Regions from separate parts of the Sus scrofa genome. Here region 1 is linked to region 2. Evidence: chromatin contacts called from public HiChIP or PLAC-seq data. All regions are on one chromosome and are shown on one strand. The core of a region is the stretch at or near the end of the contact, and the rest is flanking DNA. Distances in the headings are between cores, read along the strand shown.

What was found. HiChIP or PLAC-seq counts read pairs in DNA pulled down with a chosen protein or histone mark.
Region 1: an H3K27ac HiChIP or PLAC-seq map of alveolar macrophages shows a contact between it and region 2. The contact joins the enhancer-like site here to the promoter of BMI1 in region 2. A contact is called at or near these places in 1 of 5 promoter capture datasets (liver), 11 of 47 Hi-C or Micro-C datasets (alveolar macrophages, blood, brain and 7 more) and 2 of 2 datasets of contacts at active chromatin or transcription factors (alveolar macrophages and skeletal muscle).

Annotation. Positions count from the first base shown.
Region 1 is chr10:52,667,600-52,675,429 of Sscrofa11.1, forward strand. No RefSeq gene overlaps it. Among named protein-coding and RNA genes, the nearest start is that of TRNAN-GUU, 5.3 kb to the right of the region's middle. Within about 2 kb of position 5,587, at least 2 of the 83 cell types and tissues checked have an H3K27ac peak or open chromatin away from gene starts, as enhancers often do. A contact at or near this core is called in alveolar macrophages, where this site is marked.
Region 2 is chr10:52,592,637-52,599,823 of Sscrofa11.1, forward strand. It overlaps BMI1 (BMI1 proto-oncogene, polycomb ring finger), which reads right to left and starts at 3,518. Exons shown (of 10, transcript NM_001285971.1): 1 at 3,285-3,518. It overlaps COMMD3 (COMM domain-containing protein 3), which reads right to left. Exons shown (of 8, transcript XM_005668159.3): 2 at 7,088-7,187; 3 at 6,906-6,969; 4 at 6,766-6,800; 5 at 6,359-6,419; 6 at 6,213-6,269; 7 at 6,060-6,119; 8 at 4,755-5,131. The coding sequence ends at 5,072.

The DNA.
Region 1 (7,830 bases), core at 4,337-6,836, 77 kb after region 2:
ACTACTGTTAGAGTGATGTCAGGGCTTGATAGAATGATTAATGTTAATTTAGAACATAGCATTTAACTTCAAAATCCTTCAAATTATTAATTTTAGAAAAGTATGTATTTGTTACTCTTGTGAACTTAGACAAAGGATTTTAAGTGTCTCTAAGTTCAAGAATTCTCAGAAATGAAAAATCTCTTCATTCAAGGAATAGAGTTTCTTGATTCATTTAAAGTCTTTGTATTTCTATTAGTGGCAATCAATAGGAAAAAAATTTTTAAAAAATTCCCTAGGTAAAAAAAATATATGGTAGCAAGATGAAACTTGCATGACAGGGAAAAAATAATTCTCTTGGGCTGTCATAGACAATTGTATTTGGTTCTTTAGTTCATAAAGAAAGTTGGATTTTTTACCCCCTAAGTAAACAGCTCACACACTCTTTCCTAGACAAAGGGGAGCTTTTGGCACAGTGTTTCTGTTGAGATCACTTGTTGAATTGTGTGTGGGTTCTCTGTTATCTCTGAAAGGATTTTTGATTTTTGTGATTATTTAGACAGCGCTAAATCTTTGAAAAATCCCTGTGCTCTATGTTTTATTGTCCATGCTTAAGAACTGTGTGACGGTTAATTTTATGTGTCAACCTGGTTGGGCTGAGAGATACCCAGATTGCTAGTAAAACATTATTTCTGGGTGTATCCGTGAGAGTGTTTCCAAAGGAGATGAGCATTTGAATCAGTAGACAGAGGAAAGAAGATACCCCTGACCGGTGTGGGTAGGCAGCATCCAATCCACCTGAATGGGGCCTGAATGGAAGAAAAGGCAGAGGAAAGGCATTTCTGTTTGAACTGGGACACCTGTCTTCCACCCTTAGACTCTGGTGCTCCTTTTCTTGGGCAGGACTGAGACTTGCACCCTTGGTTCCCCTGGTTCTCAGGCCTTTGGGCTTGGACTGGACCTCCAGCTTCCAGATGGCAGATTGTGGCGGTTCTTAGCTTCTATAACCTCAGGGGGCAGCATTTCAGAATAAATCTCTTTCTATATATATGTGTATATGTCCTACTGGTTCTGTTTCTCTGAGGAGCTCAGACTAATAGAAACTGTTTTGCGGCAGGCAACCTAGGACCAGAGGCCTGTGTGCCCAAACCTCAGTAAACTCCAGCAGCTCCATATGCATCTCAGTTCACAGTTTCAGAAGTTCAAGTGTGTCTGTTCACCAAGAGGCTAAAGGGGAAGAAGACTTGACTCTTCAAAACCAACTGGTGAAGGATTTTATTTTTGAACCACAAAACTCAGTGACCATTCACTGAGGGCTCCACCCCTCCAAAAAAACTATATAGGCAACGGTTGTTTCCTTTTCTGGTAGCTATTTCTCAGGAGATGAAGTGTCAGGTCGGAATTATTTAGTGAACATTTAACTGAGACAAAGAAGAAATACAGTTAGGAGATTTTTAAATAAAATTTTAAATTATTATTTCTGTTTGAAGATGAATAGATTGAGAAGATGTGGCTTATATATACATTGGAATACTACTCAGCCATAAAAGAGAATGAAATAATGCCATCTGCAACAACACGAATGCAACTCATACTAATTGAAGTCAGAAAGAGAAAGACAAATACCATATCACTAATATGGCACAAATGAACCTGTCTACAAAATAGAAACAGACTCATAGACATGAGAATAGACTTGTGGTTGCCAAGAGGGAGGGACGAAGCAGTGGGATAGACTGGGAATTGGGGTTAGTAGATGCAAACTATTACATTTAGAATAGATAAGCCATGAAGCCCTTCTGTGTACAGCACAGGGAACTATATCCAATCTCTTGGAATAGACCATGAAGGAAAATAATATAAGAAAAATGATATAAGAAAAAAATAATATAAGAATATAATAAAATAGACCATGATGGAAAATAATACAAAAAATATTTTCTTATAATAATATAAGAAAAAAATAATTCTTTGAAGACTCAAGTCTTCTTCCCCTTTAATCTCTTGGTGAACAGACACACTTGAACTTCTGAAACTGTAAAGTGAGATGCACATGGAGCTGCTGGAGTTTACTGAGGTTTAGGCACATGGGCCTCTGGTCCTAGGTTGCCTGCCGCAAAACAGTTTCTATACACACACACACACATACATACATACATATACATATGTATAGACATATACACACATATTTGTATGTATGACTGGGTCACTTTGCTATACTTTTAAAATCAGCTATACTTTAATAAAATTAAAAAAAATATTTTCCCCTGCCTGTTAAAAATTAGGTAGCCAGAGTATTTGTTTTTGGAAAATTTACCTCTATCATTCAGAAACAAAATAATGTTATCGGGCACAGGAAAATTTGCTTAGTGTGCCTAAGAATGACTACAGCACAGCAGGATAGGGAAGCAGTCCAACACGCTTAAGGTTAAAACCAATGTGTAAACACTAGGAAAATACTTTACTTGTTTTAAAAAAATAAGAAATACCTGTTTCTTAAGAATAATTATAATTGTTCAAGTGATAAAAAAAAAGTATTTCTTTTTGAATAGTGGAGACCATTCGTATTGCATGATGCTGAGGAGTACTGAGAAGTTCTGCTTCTGCCAAACTCATGATGAGCAACATCACCCAGCTCTTTGTGCTTGTCCTAGCCCCATTTTTTTTTTCATTTTTTTCATTTCATTGTTTCAGGTTGATGTTATAGTATTCAGTTGACTAAATGTGTTAGAGGGAGCAAAAGCACCTAACCTGAATCTAGTCATGAGGAAACACTAGATGACCTGGTATTTAAGGACATTTTACAGCATAACTGGCCTATAATCTGCTGAAATGTCCAAGTCATGGTATGTACGACTCTGAAACAGAGACAGACTCAAGAACTGTTACAGATTAAAGGAGACTGAAAGACATGATGATGACATGCAAATCATGATCTTGGATTTTCTTTTGCAATAAAGGACCTTACTGGAACAACTGGTGAAATCTGAATAGTGTTCTACAGATGGAGTCCTAATCCTAATAGTGCCATGTCCATGTTAAGACCTTATTTTGATCATTGTGCTGAGGTTATGTAATAAAATTCCTCAATTTTAGGAAGCACACTCAAGTATTTAGGGGTATCACACCTGCAATTTACTTTTAAACATTTAGAAAAAATTAAATATGTAGAGAATGGAATAAAGTCAATGTAATAAGATACTAACATTTGGTTGAATTATTTGTACTGTTCTTGCAACTTTTAAGTCTGAAATCATGTTAAAAAAACTTTAAAGTAGTGGAAAAAAATTAAAATCTCCAAATTGTTTTAAAAATACCAAATGTACAATACTCAAGGATTATTCTGTACTAATGAAAAGGAAAGAAAAGAAAAGGGCAGGATATCCTATCAGTTAAGAAAGTAGTCTGGAGAAAGATGCCTGGATTTGAATCCTCACTCTGTTACTTACTAGCTGTGTGCTCTGGGTAAGTAACTTCTAAGTTTCTCTGCCTATAAAACAGGGATGATAATAATGGTTGTCATAAAATTTAAAAGAGTAAATATTTACAAAGGATTTGGAACAGTGCCTGAAACAAAGTATTATATGTTGCGTTTGTTAAATGAATAAGTCTAGAAAAGCTTTTCTGCCTTAATAGTACCAAAATCACCTTTAGGGATAGCAGGAAACGTTAAACAAATTTAAAAGTTTTTCTGGAAACATTTGATTTAGATTCTTATTAGTCTCTTCTTTGATTAACTGTATTTTTCCAGTACTGATTTTTTAGTCAGCCTCATATTAGGAACCTGTAAACTCCGCTAATACTTTACAGTAAATATTGAACATAGCTCTTTCATTTTCATTACTGTTTTCAATTATTCAGTACATTTATTTAGCGTGACTAAGTCAGTCAAATGCTGTAGGAGGTATGAAGATGGAAGACATTTTTGACCTTATGGAGTATACAAGTTAGAAGGGGGATTAAATAGGTACCAAATGGTATAATATAAAGTGAGATTTGGCGGGGAAAACGTGCTAGATGGTTAACAAGAAGGAAAGATGATATCTAGTTGGAGGGATAAAGAAACGTTTCATAGAGGATGAGGCCACTATAGGAGATTGAAGGAGAAATAAGTCTTTAATAGGTAAAATGAGGGTATGTAATAGGCCAGGGAGGGTGTTCTAAGAACAGGGATGAGAGAGGAAAAAAAGGTACAGCAGAAAGGAGCAAGAGGTGGTACCTTGAGTAAGTCATTTAAAGTTTAAATAGGTTTAGGGTTTAAAATTTTAAGCCACTGTAAGCCTTAGTTTCTTTATTCATAAAATGGGTTTAACAATAGTGTCCATCTTGCAAAATAGATGAAAGTAAATGCATGTAAATGCTCTTTAAATGTTGTTATTTATTGGAGCTTAGATGCTATGCAGAAAAATAGAATCATGGCATGTATTGGATTATATTAAATAGTGAAAATGAGGGTGGAAAGGAGGAGACATAGTCAAAGTTTAGAAATGTTGCAAAGTTAGAATCTATGACTTTGTAACTGACTCAAGGTAAGAAATGAAAAACAAGGAACTTGTGATGATGCCAGGATTTCAACTTGGGCTGCTGAAAGAGAGGTAGCGTCCTTAAAGGGCACGGGGAATAGAAACTCACTTTCACTATACCTCGTAAACCCTGGCTACTGGGCTAGTGCTTTACTGGTGATATCTCATATTTGAAAAACATTCTTTTGGTGGGAGCATGCCTTAAATATACAAGAGCACTTGTTATTTATAAAGTCCTAGGATGAATCATTTTGTAATACCACTATGTGCCTTCCAAAATTCTAACAATGCTATGGGAAACTATTCATTAAGTGATCAGTTCATTGAATACCAGCTCGTTACCAGGTACAGTCTTTTCAATGACTTCAAGGTTTTCTATCCATTTATGAGAAGTAGCTGCAAGGAAGAAGCTCTTTCTAAGGCACGGGGCTGTACTTATTCCCCATAACTGAAAATTTATGGAAATAGTGGAAATGAGGGGCACTGGTTTCACCCTTACACCTTGCACTCTGCTTTCACTGGCATCTCACCAAAGGAAGGAGTGTCTGTGCCAGCAACTGGTATTTCTCCTGAATGAATCATCTTTTTAAAAATTAAAAAAAAATTTTTTTGGCTGTGCCTACGTCATGTGGAATTTCCCTAAACCAGGGATGGAACCTGTACCACAGCAGCAAACTGAGCCACTGCAGTGACAACGCTAGATCCTTAATCTGCTGCACCACAAGGGAACTCCCTGAATGAATCATCTTTTTTATCATCTTTTTTTAGTGCTTCATTTGTGGCATATGGAAGTTCCCAGGCTAGGGGTCAAATCAGAGCTGCAGCGTCCAGCCACAGCAACACCAGATCCAAGCCACATCTGCAACCTACATCGCAGTTTGCAGCAATGCCGGATCGTTAACCCATTGAATGAGGCCAGGGTTCGAACCGGCATCCTCAGGGACACTATGCTGGGTTCTTAACAGGAACAACGGGAACTCTTTTAATGTTCACTTTTAATGAATGAGTTCAGAAAGAGAGGCAGGAACAGGAATTTATCGGCACTTCCCCAGTATGGATGAGACAGCAAAAAACTGTTGCCTCCAACTGCTCTCTTTCCATCTGAACACATGGAAAAGAAAAGCTGTGGCTGCCTCACTGATAGTGGTGTGGTCAAGAGAAGGACCGTGGAGCAGAACCTATCAATGTTACTGAGGTAACTATAGGGTCTTTCTGGAGAAGTTTTCCAAGGCTGCTGGAGAAAGTGAAAATCCATGCTGCTCTCCCACCCTCCACCCCTCCTACCATTTCCAACTGGATCCAGGAGTCTACTGGTCTGGACACAGTTGAAATTATCAATGTTATTAGTAACTCATACTTTTTTTTTAACTATTGAGATAAACAATGATTAATATTTAGTTCTATATTCTTTGGTAAAACCATAGAAAATGATTTCTACCTTCAAAAGAGAGGTTCATGAAGAAAAAGCTATATATTTTTAATAATTTTGATTGCAGCATTAGAATTGAATATTAGTATATTATTTCTGGCTCACTTTACCTTTTCTCTTATACCACATTTAATTAAAAATAAAATGGAGATTTTTGATCTGAATAATTTTACAAAAATTTCCAGTTAAGTGACATAATTTTGTTTATCTAATTTTATTTTTTAGGGCCATACCTGCAGCATATGGAAGTTCCCAGGCCAGGGGGCGAATTGGAGCCACAGCTGCTGGCTTACACCACAGCCATAGCAATGCTGGATCTGAGCCTAGTCTGCTAGCTGGATCCTTAATCCACAGAGCAAACCTGCATCCTCATGAATACTAGTCGGGTTCATAACTCACTGAGCCACAACGGGAACTCTGTGACATAATTTTTAAAATGATGGAAAAAAAATATGACATTCTAACACAGCTTTCCCAATTTCCTTATTTTATGTGTAGACCCAATTTAATGGTCAACTATGGAAAACGTATGCTCGATGAATACTATTTTGTGTCATGTTGCTCTTGGCTTGCTACACTGATAACTGATCCTTAGTCAATAATTTTGAATGAGAATGATATTTTTAGTGAGTTGGACATATCATTTAAGCTTGAACCTGGCTAGAAGGATCTGACTCCCCTTTACTACACATCAGTTTTGAAATGTGACATCAATTGACTTGAAAATTAGTCTCGTAGTTCTTCTCTTGCTTTTAGAGACTCCTGGCTCAGCCTTCTCTTTTCATTGATTACCTGGTGCCACAATCTTCTATTTATTGAGAACATTTCTCTAATTCACTGGATTACTTTTAAAATTCTCACTAACTGGATTTTTTCCACCTTAAAAATTCAGTCCCCATCCTTTGAAAGTACAGGACTTGAAGAGAGTTAAGGTCCTGAACAATATATTCATGGAAATCCTGTGAGCTGCCTCGTCTGTTGGTGTGAAGCAGTAGGCACAACTTCTGGGAGTGTTGGATTCATGCTATCAGGAAGGTCTATACCCAGCGTGGTCCATCTTGCCTTGTTGGTCAAGACAAGTGGATCCCATTTGCAAGATGTTGTTGTTGTTTTTGTTTTGTCTTTTTTTTTTTTTTTTTCCTCTCTAAGAAGGAAATAAAATATACAGGCCTATTAATCTGCAAAGGTCAGCTTCTTTGATAGTAATTTAAAGTTGCAATATCACACAAAAAAGAGGTAAAATGCTTGGTCCTCTTCATTTTAGCATTTCTAAAAGACCTAAGAACTAACGAAGCTATAAGAATCATTGGCTATAAGAATCATAACGGCTATAAGAAACATTGGCTGTGTGTTATCCCGACATTTAAGGAAAAATGATCTAGGTTTCTAAACTTAATCCACTGGGCTTAATTTGGCTTCAAAAACTGGGTGCGGATAGCAAGGCCCAAGATAAGTACAAAGATTTAGATGCCAATAAACGCTCTTATTTTCGTCATGGGCATTTTGTATAAAAGCTATGTTTGATGCATGTCACTGGAGTGAAATGTTGAGGTTCCATCAATAGGTTTAATTTTTAGATGTTCTTTTGAAGTATTTGCCAATGGAGAGAGGGAAAAAAAAGGGCAAAGCTAACAAACTGTGGAATAGCAATTTATTTTATTAAAAAGATTAACAACTATAGAACCAGGCTCAAAGACTAAACTTTAAGACAAATAATGGTCCTCACACACAAAATAATTTAGCATACAATGAGCTAATTCTTTCTTTCCGAATTATTTTTTCCTCATCAATTGTTTCTCAATATCTCTCTTTTGAGAAGTTAAAATATTAGTGTGATGACTGGAGAGAGGAAAAGAGTTTGGAGCTTAAGGTAGTCACATGAATAGAACTGTTCCTTAA
Region 2 (7,187 bases), core at 2,268-4,767:
AGAGAAAAACAAATGTCATTTTCTCAGCCTAACCTACATGCAAAGCCCCACACAATGAAATGATATTCCCAACAGATATAATGTTATAGAAAAGTCACAGTGGGGAACTGTCAGCAACAATACACCAGTGGACAATTACTTCGTGCAGTATTCTAAAAAAATGCATTTCTTGCTCCTACTTCATTCATTTCAGAATCGGAAATAAGACAACGCTTCCAGACTTATCTGAAGTACATTCTCAAAGTTGCCTTGAATAGAAACCTAGGAACTTATAAAACTTGAAGATGCAGCTGAGGTTTTAATTCCCAGGGAATTTTAATGCAGAAGGGGGAAATACTGATCAACATAGCTCAATGGCTGAAACTAAAAGCTTTAGAGTACTTAAAAAAAAAAAAACGGTAAAAATAAAACAAAGCCTCTTTTATGAAAAGTGACCACAGTGGCAACCAGCGACTTCAACCAGAAAAACGTCATGTGTGACTCCTCAGTTATCTTTGGATGACTTGTTTAGAGAACTATTGTCAACATATTGTTAATATAAACCTAAGGGAGGTTGCAGAGGAGTTGTGGGTGGAGCAGTGTCCCTAAAGAGTAGCAATATTTAATTCTATTGTACTTGATGATTAAAGACAAGCCTTCTTGGTTCTTAAAGAAAACTCTCCTTGTAAAACAGCAGGACCTTTCCTAGAAAGATAGTTAGCTAGGTGATACTTCTGTCTCCTTGTGAAAGCACATCACACTAATGCCACTGATCATGAAGTTCAGGAAGGGGCATCATAAAACAGCTGCCTTTATTTCTATTCTACTTTCCAGAAAATCGACACCAGACAAACACAAATATTAACACACAGAACAATCAGACTTCAGTGGAAGGTTATCTACTCGTAGTCTTTGAACATTTTAAATCACATGTACTTGACCAAAACCCTTTCAAATTCATCTTAAGTCTTAGTTCACATAACTCCTCTACTTCAGTTCAGGAGAATCTGGCTACACCCCTATTACCATTTATAATGCTAGTAAATATCACTTTGTTGCTTGTATAAGAATCAGTTCTTTATCTTTTTATACCAATTGTGGGTACGGCAACCTAATGGAGACTTCCAAAACATTTGACATGCTTGATAAGGTTGAGGAAACAATCTTCTGCACCTTAGAAAGGAAAACCTTCTAGGTTCCAACACAGAGACTCCAGTTAAGGAAGCAAAAATTCACCAAACATACAATGGAAAAAAACTCAATAGTTAAGACTTGCTGTTATAACATATTCAGTTGGGGCTGTCACTTTAGTTGGAGGCCTAACACCAGTAATGTCAAAATGAAGGAAAACAGAAGCAAATTCTTACATTAACAATCAGCTTGACGACTGCACTCTAAGAAATGCAAATGAACTCCATAACCCCAGTTGGGGTTCCCAGCCCAATACAAGTATGGGAAAAGCTGGGGTTAACTTGACTTCTAGAGAGAATTTTACCTGTGGGGGCACTTAATGCTCATCCAAGAACTTGGTGGTAGAGTATTATTAATGGACTGACCAAGTACAACTAAATGCTCAATTTTCTTAAAGAAGCTTGTGTGTGTGTGTGTGTGTGTGTGTGTGTATACACACACATGCATATATAGCGACTTTTGTATAGCTTTAAAGATACTGTTACTAGGCATAAATTTACAAAGGTAGGTTATTTCAAACACCTTTGCACTTGGGGCAGATGTATGAGGATGAACTCAAGTATTAAAAAAATTAAAAATTTGCTCATAAAAATCAATCTCTAAGGGATTCTACTTAAATTAAAACTCAAATGTTAATACAGTCTCATAAGTTAGCATATGCTGTTAACAATTGGCATCCTAAGTTTCAAGACTTTAGTGTGGTTTATAATATGTTTCTGCAACATGAGAGTTAAGGTTCTTATAAAACATAGGTTGAACTACTCATAACATTCTAGACATCACCAACCTACACTTGGATTTGAATAAATATGCCTAGAATTTTGCCTACTTTAAAGGAAGGGGTTAATACATGCTCCTCTTTCAAATATTGAACCGTGACCACTAAGCCCACTAAATCCTTTTATTGCAATTGGGAATGATCAAAGTCTCTCTACTTGTTTACTTCCAATTATTAACTGTAAATCTCTGGGAAAAAGATCATGCTATATCGCTGTCAAACCCCAAAGACTGCGTAAACATATGCCATCAACTTTTTAGTGCTCATTTTCCAAAGCATCTCTTCACCACATGACCCATGCTGACATTTAGCAAAACCTATGAAACGTTGTGGACTTAAGTAATGGTTCTGGGTGCATCCCATACTAGAGGTTGAAAGAAAAACTATAGTCTTTGAGAGGGGGGAAAAAAAGAAAAAAGAAAGAAAGAGAGGAAACCTCTTGCAAGACTAACGTCCACTCACCATCATCACTCCAAAAAAAGCTCCAAATTTGAAATGCCCACTTCCCAGTGAGCACGTCCCAAGTAGTGTTTGGAGGACTTATCCGAGACTCCCAACAAATAACACCTTGAAAACTTTACCATTTTAAACACAAATGCAGGAGACCTAGGAAACAACTGGGAACCGCCATCTTACAAGCCATCTAATTTCACACAAGTGTCCCTCCAACTTAAGTTAATAACATTTTTGTTCGGGCTCTCTCCAGTCTAACATCCACCTTAGCGGGATCGCTGCCCCCCACGCAACCCGTCCCTATAAAATGGGGGCGTTCTCTGGCTGTTAAAACCCCTCCAAAGCCCTTTCTTCGGGAGAGGAGGGAAGCCACTTGACCCAAGCAGCTCCCGATTTCAGGCACCCGTCCCCGTTTCATCAAAATCTACCTCTCAACAAAGGGCGCCGTGGCCGGGAGAGCCGCAGAGGCTGCAAATAGAAGTGTTCTTCTCGGGGGCCATGTGCGTCGCGAGGGTGTAGAGGGGCGCTCGGGGGAGAAAGGAACTAAAACGTGGGGCCGCGCGCGGCGCGTCCGGGCTGGAGCGGGCGGCGGCTGGAGCGGCGCCGAGGCCGGCTGGCGGCGGCGGCGCGGCGCGGGCTGCGGGTCGGTCCCGGCGCCGCGGGAGTCGGCGGGCGGCGGCGGGCGCGCGCTCGCGGGCGCGGGCGGCGCGCGGGGCCGGCGGGCGGCGGCGCGGGGCTCGGCGCCCACGCTGTCAGCGCCCTCCCGGCCGGCGCGGGCGAGACGCGGGGGGGCCGCTCCCGGTCCACCCGCGGCCGGCCCGAGCCCCGCACGGCCCCCGCCGCCCCCAGGCCCCGTCCCGGAGGCGCCTAGCCTCCTACGTACCCGGAAAAAGCAGCCGGCGAGAGACGATCGAAGCGGGCGGAAAAGACAATGAAAGTTAAAAGTCGTTCAGCAGAAAATGAATGTGAGCCAAGCGGCCATCTTGAAGCGAGCTGCAGACGCCGCTGTCAATGGGCAACGAGCGCAGCCGAGAGGAGCGGCGGCCGCCGCGCTCGGCTCATGCTGCCTCCCGAGCCCGGCCTCCTCCTCCTCCTCCTCCGCCTCGGCCTCCTCCTCCTCCGCGGCCTCCTCCTCCTCCTCCTCCTCGGCCTCCAACGCCTCCTCCTCCTGGGCCTCCTCCTCCTCCTCCTCGGCCGCCGCCGCCTCCTCCCGCTCCTCACTCGGGGGAGGGAGCGCGCGGAGGGGGCGCGATCAGTATTATTCTGCGGGGCTGGGAGGTGTTTCTAATCCGGATCGGGGCTCCCTCACCACCATCCCCATTGTCTCGCCCCGATCTCTGCCTTTAATACTACGATTATTATTTCATAGTTGCCGTGGGGGGAGGAGGGCGGGTGGGGGGGCGCCGTGTGTGTGCGTGCGGAGCGGCGGGGGGGAGGGGAGGAAGGATGAGGAGGGGGGAGGGGATGGTGGAAAAAAAAAAAAGCACTGCTGAAGGCAGAGTGGAAACTGACACCGGCTCCAAAATGGCTCAGAGTCCGCCCGCCCCCTCCCCCCGCCGCCCCCCCTCCGGGTCACGTGCTCCCCTCATTCCTTAAGGGCGGCCTGGGAATTAGTGTCGGTGTAGTCGGGCCCGCGGCCGCCCCCTCCCCTCGGAGCAGCGCTACCCGGCCCCCTCCCCCTCGCTCGGCGCGGCGGCGCTGGCTGCGGAGACATTTCTCCACAGCGCCACCCGCGCCACCCAGCTCTCGGCGCGGGCATCGCTCCGGCCCCGCACGCAGCTCAGCCCACCCCACCCCCCGTTATTTCTTTCTTTCGCCGCCCGCCTCCGCCCGCGGCGCACACGTCCCCGGGCTCCCGCCGAGCCGCCGCCCCCCGCCTGGCCCCACCGGCCCCACGGGCTGCGGCCCAGAATCCGGCGGCGCGGAACCTGCGCCTGAGTTGGGCTCGCGGAAACAACAGCGCCCGCCCCAGTCTTCCCGCGGCCGCGCCGGCCCCCTTCCCCGCCCGCCAGTGGCCGAGGCGGGGCGCGCGCGGGCAGCCGCTCGCTCCGGGCAGGGGCTCGGCGCGGGACCGGCCGGGTCGGGCCTCCGGAGCTCCGCGTGCGAGGGTCGGGCTTCGGGCGAACCCTCGGGCGCAGGTAACGGGATCGGCCGGCTCCCGCCGCGGGGCGACCGCGCCTGCTCCCCACGTCCCGAAGCTGGGGTCTTGAAGCAAAGCCGCCCCCGGAGATCGCATCCTTTCCCACTGTGTTTAACTTAGATCCTGAGAAAAGGCGATCGTTAAAAGTTAACGCCAGTCGTGTCTATGTCCTCAGAGTAATAATTAACAAACTCAAATCCAAACTCTCACCACTCTTTTTGTGGGAACAACTTATTTATTCAAAATGTAATACTGTCTGCTTCCTCTTGTAAGACTTGAAAAAATCAAGTGGGATCAATGTACGAATAATACTAAAGACGATTCATATACTTAGGCAGAATGTCCCTCTCAACCCTTTCACACATGTAAAAAAAAAAGTAGTGTCAAAATTGTTGAGTGACAGAAATCAAAAAGAAAAAATTTATTCTCTTGAAAAGGAATACATCCAGCTCGCACAAATGGTGGTTCGGCGGATGGCAAGGCGTTCCTGGTCTTTCTCTAGACCCGGGCAGATCTTTAACTTCCCCAAGTTACAACTGAGTTGCTCTTTCCAGGCTTTTCGAAGCATCTTTAAGTTTTCCTACTAAGTCCTGAAAGAGGTATATGATGGCACGTTTTTAGCATAAACACAAGAAAGAAGTATGCAAGTTTGAGAAAGATGCAAGGAAAAAGTCGGGAGGTACTTTGTAAACAAATTTAAAACTGATAAAGATTTTAAATCTTTGACAAACCACTATCAAAAGAAGGTTTTCCTCTAAAAATATCTTATCTTCAAATGGGCTACTTGCCCTCAGATGTGAAATACGGTTTCTAACTGAATCCTCTGAACAGGCAAGGCGTATCAAAATTAAATTTCTCAAGTTGTCTAACAAAGATTATGCTGTATTCACATCTGAAAGTTTAAAGTTTGATTAATGGTTACATTAAAAGAACTCTGCAGGAGATCTCTTTTGAAAAATTCAATTTCATCAAAATTTCAAGTAATGACCATCATTTTTTAAGTGGTAAGAAATAAATTCGTTGTCATGTCTATTAATCAATGTAATTTTGAATCTCTCCAGTCTTAAATTGACAATATAGTTTTAGGATTTTTGTATACCTGCTGCTTTATAAAAAATCATTTTAAAAGCACTGTTTAAAAATCCTGTTTTTGAATGTTTAATTCAATTTCTGAAAGCAAGAAACACATTTTTCAAAGCCAAGTTCTTCATTTTGCTTTGTCCTGTTGGCTCAAACACATTACTAATGGAAAGAATTGACACTCAACACTATACAAGTTTATTTTAATTGGAGGGAATAGCAAAAGCAGACCAATTCTGTTAGTAACATCTTAATCTCAAAAGTGAAGCCCACAATAAAATATTGCTTTTGAAGCCCCCATCCATTAAATCCTTAACCAACCTTCATTATCTACTGACAGATGGTTAATTTTCTTTTGAACTTGCCATAGGCATAATTTTCAGTTTAAAAAAAATCTATAAAAAGATAGAGGTATATGCATAGATCCTAATACTGTACCTGTAATTGTTCCATGTTGCAACTAAAATTAATCTCTGGGTGGGATGGGAAATCAGTGTTCTAGGAAAGAAAAAAAATGCTTTTTATTTAAATCAAGGCAATTTTAAATTTCATTACACATTTAATTTTTAGATAGGGCTGACATATAGATACCTCTACATTTAAGGTCACCAAATATGCAGGTCTGTACATCTTATGAAGCTGACTGGTCTAAAACAACACAACACATACATTTCAGTCTTTATTTTTTTTTTTAAAGTACCCTAAATTCCCCTAGAGAACAGTTTGTTAAACTTTACCTTTATCTGATATTCCAAACGCCAAGAAACATCAGTTATATGAGGGAGAGATCTGCCTATACTGAAAGATACAATGATAATTTTATACATAATAGCTACAGAAAAACTTTCAGTATTTATCAACAATGGTGTCTGTCCCCCCCCCCCCACAATTTTAATCCATTCTGAACTTAAAACATTGTTAAACTTTATTTTCAAGTTCTGAGTAGTAAAAAAGCATTTAAAAATTATCTCAATAAACTTTATCTTTCATAACATTAGATTAACTTCAATTGTTTCACTTGCCCTTTGGCCCCTTTTCTTTTGGTCTAGCTCCCAGTTTTGTCCTGTTTTGTTTCACACCAGCACTCTCCATTCATACCTGCAAGTGAAAAGTGGCTCAGCTTGACACCTTATACAGTACCTACCTTCCCAGTAGGATTTCTAGGGAATTTCTATTATTCTGGGAGGAAAAAAAAAAGAAGAAGAAGAAAAACACATCTTTGCAAACTGAATAGAAGAAAAACAGTAACTGTTAATTTTTAAAAATTTAAGTAAGTGACCTGACCTGATATTCTGTGCAAAACAATTCTATTCTCTCTCTATCAAATTTACAGTCTTCTAGGTAAGTGCTGAAGGAAAAAAAAACAAAAAACAAAAAAACAAAGTTTAATTTCTATTTTAAAAACTGAATCTGGAATCATAAAGGTACTATTTGAAAAGAAATGGATATTTAAATAAATCCTGTACCTTAGAGTTGATTTGTCAGCTCTTTGCTTTCCAGCCTCCAGTATGTAAGTTGCAGCTGCGGCATGACAATGTTTTAAAACCACTGGGTCGATACATTTCA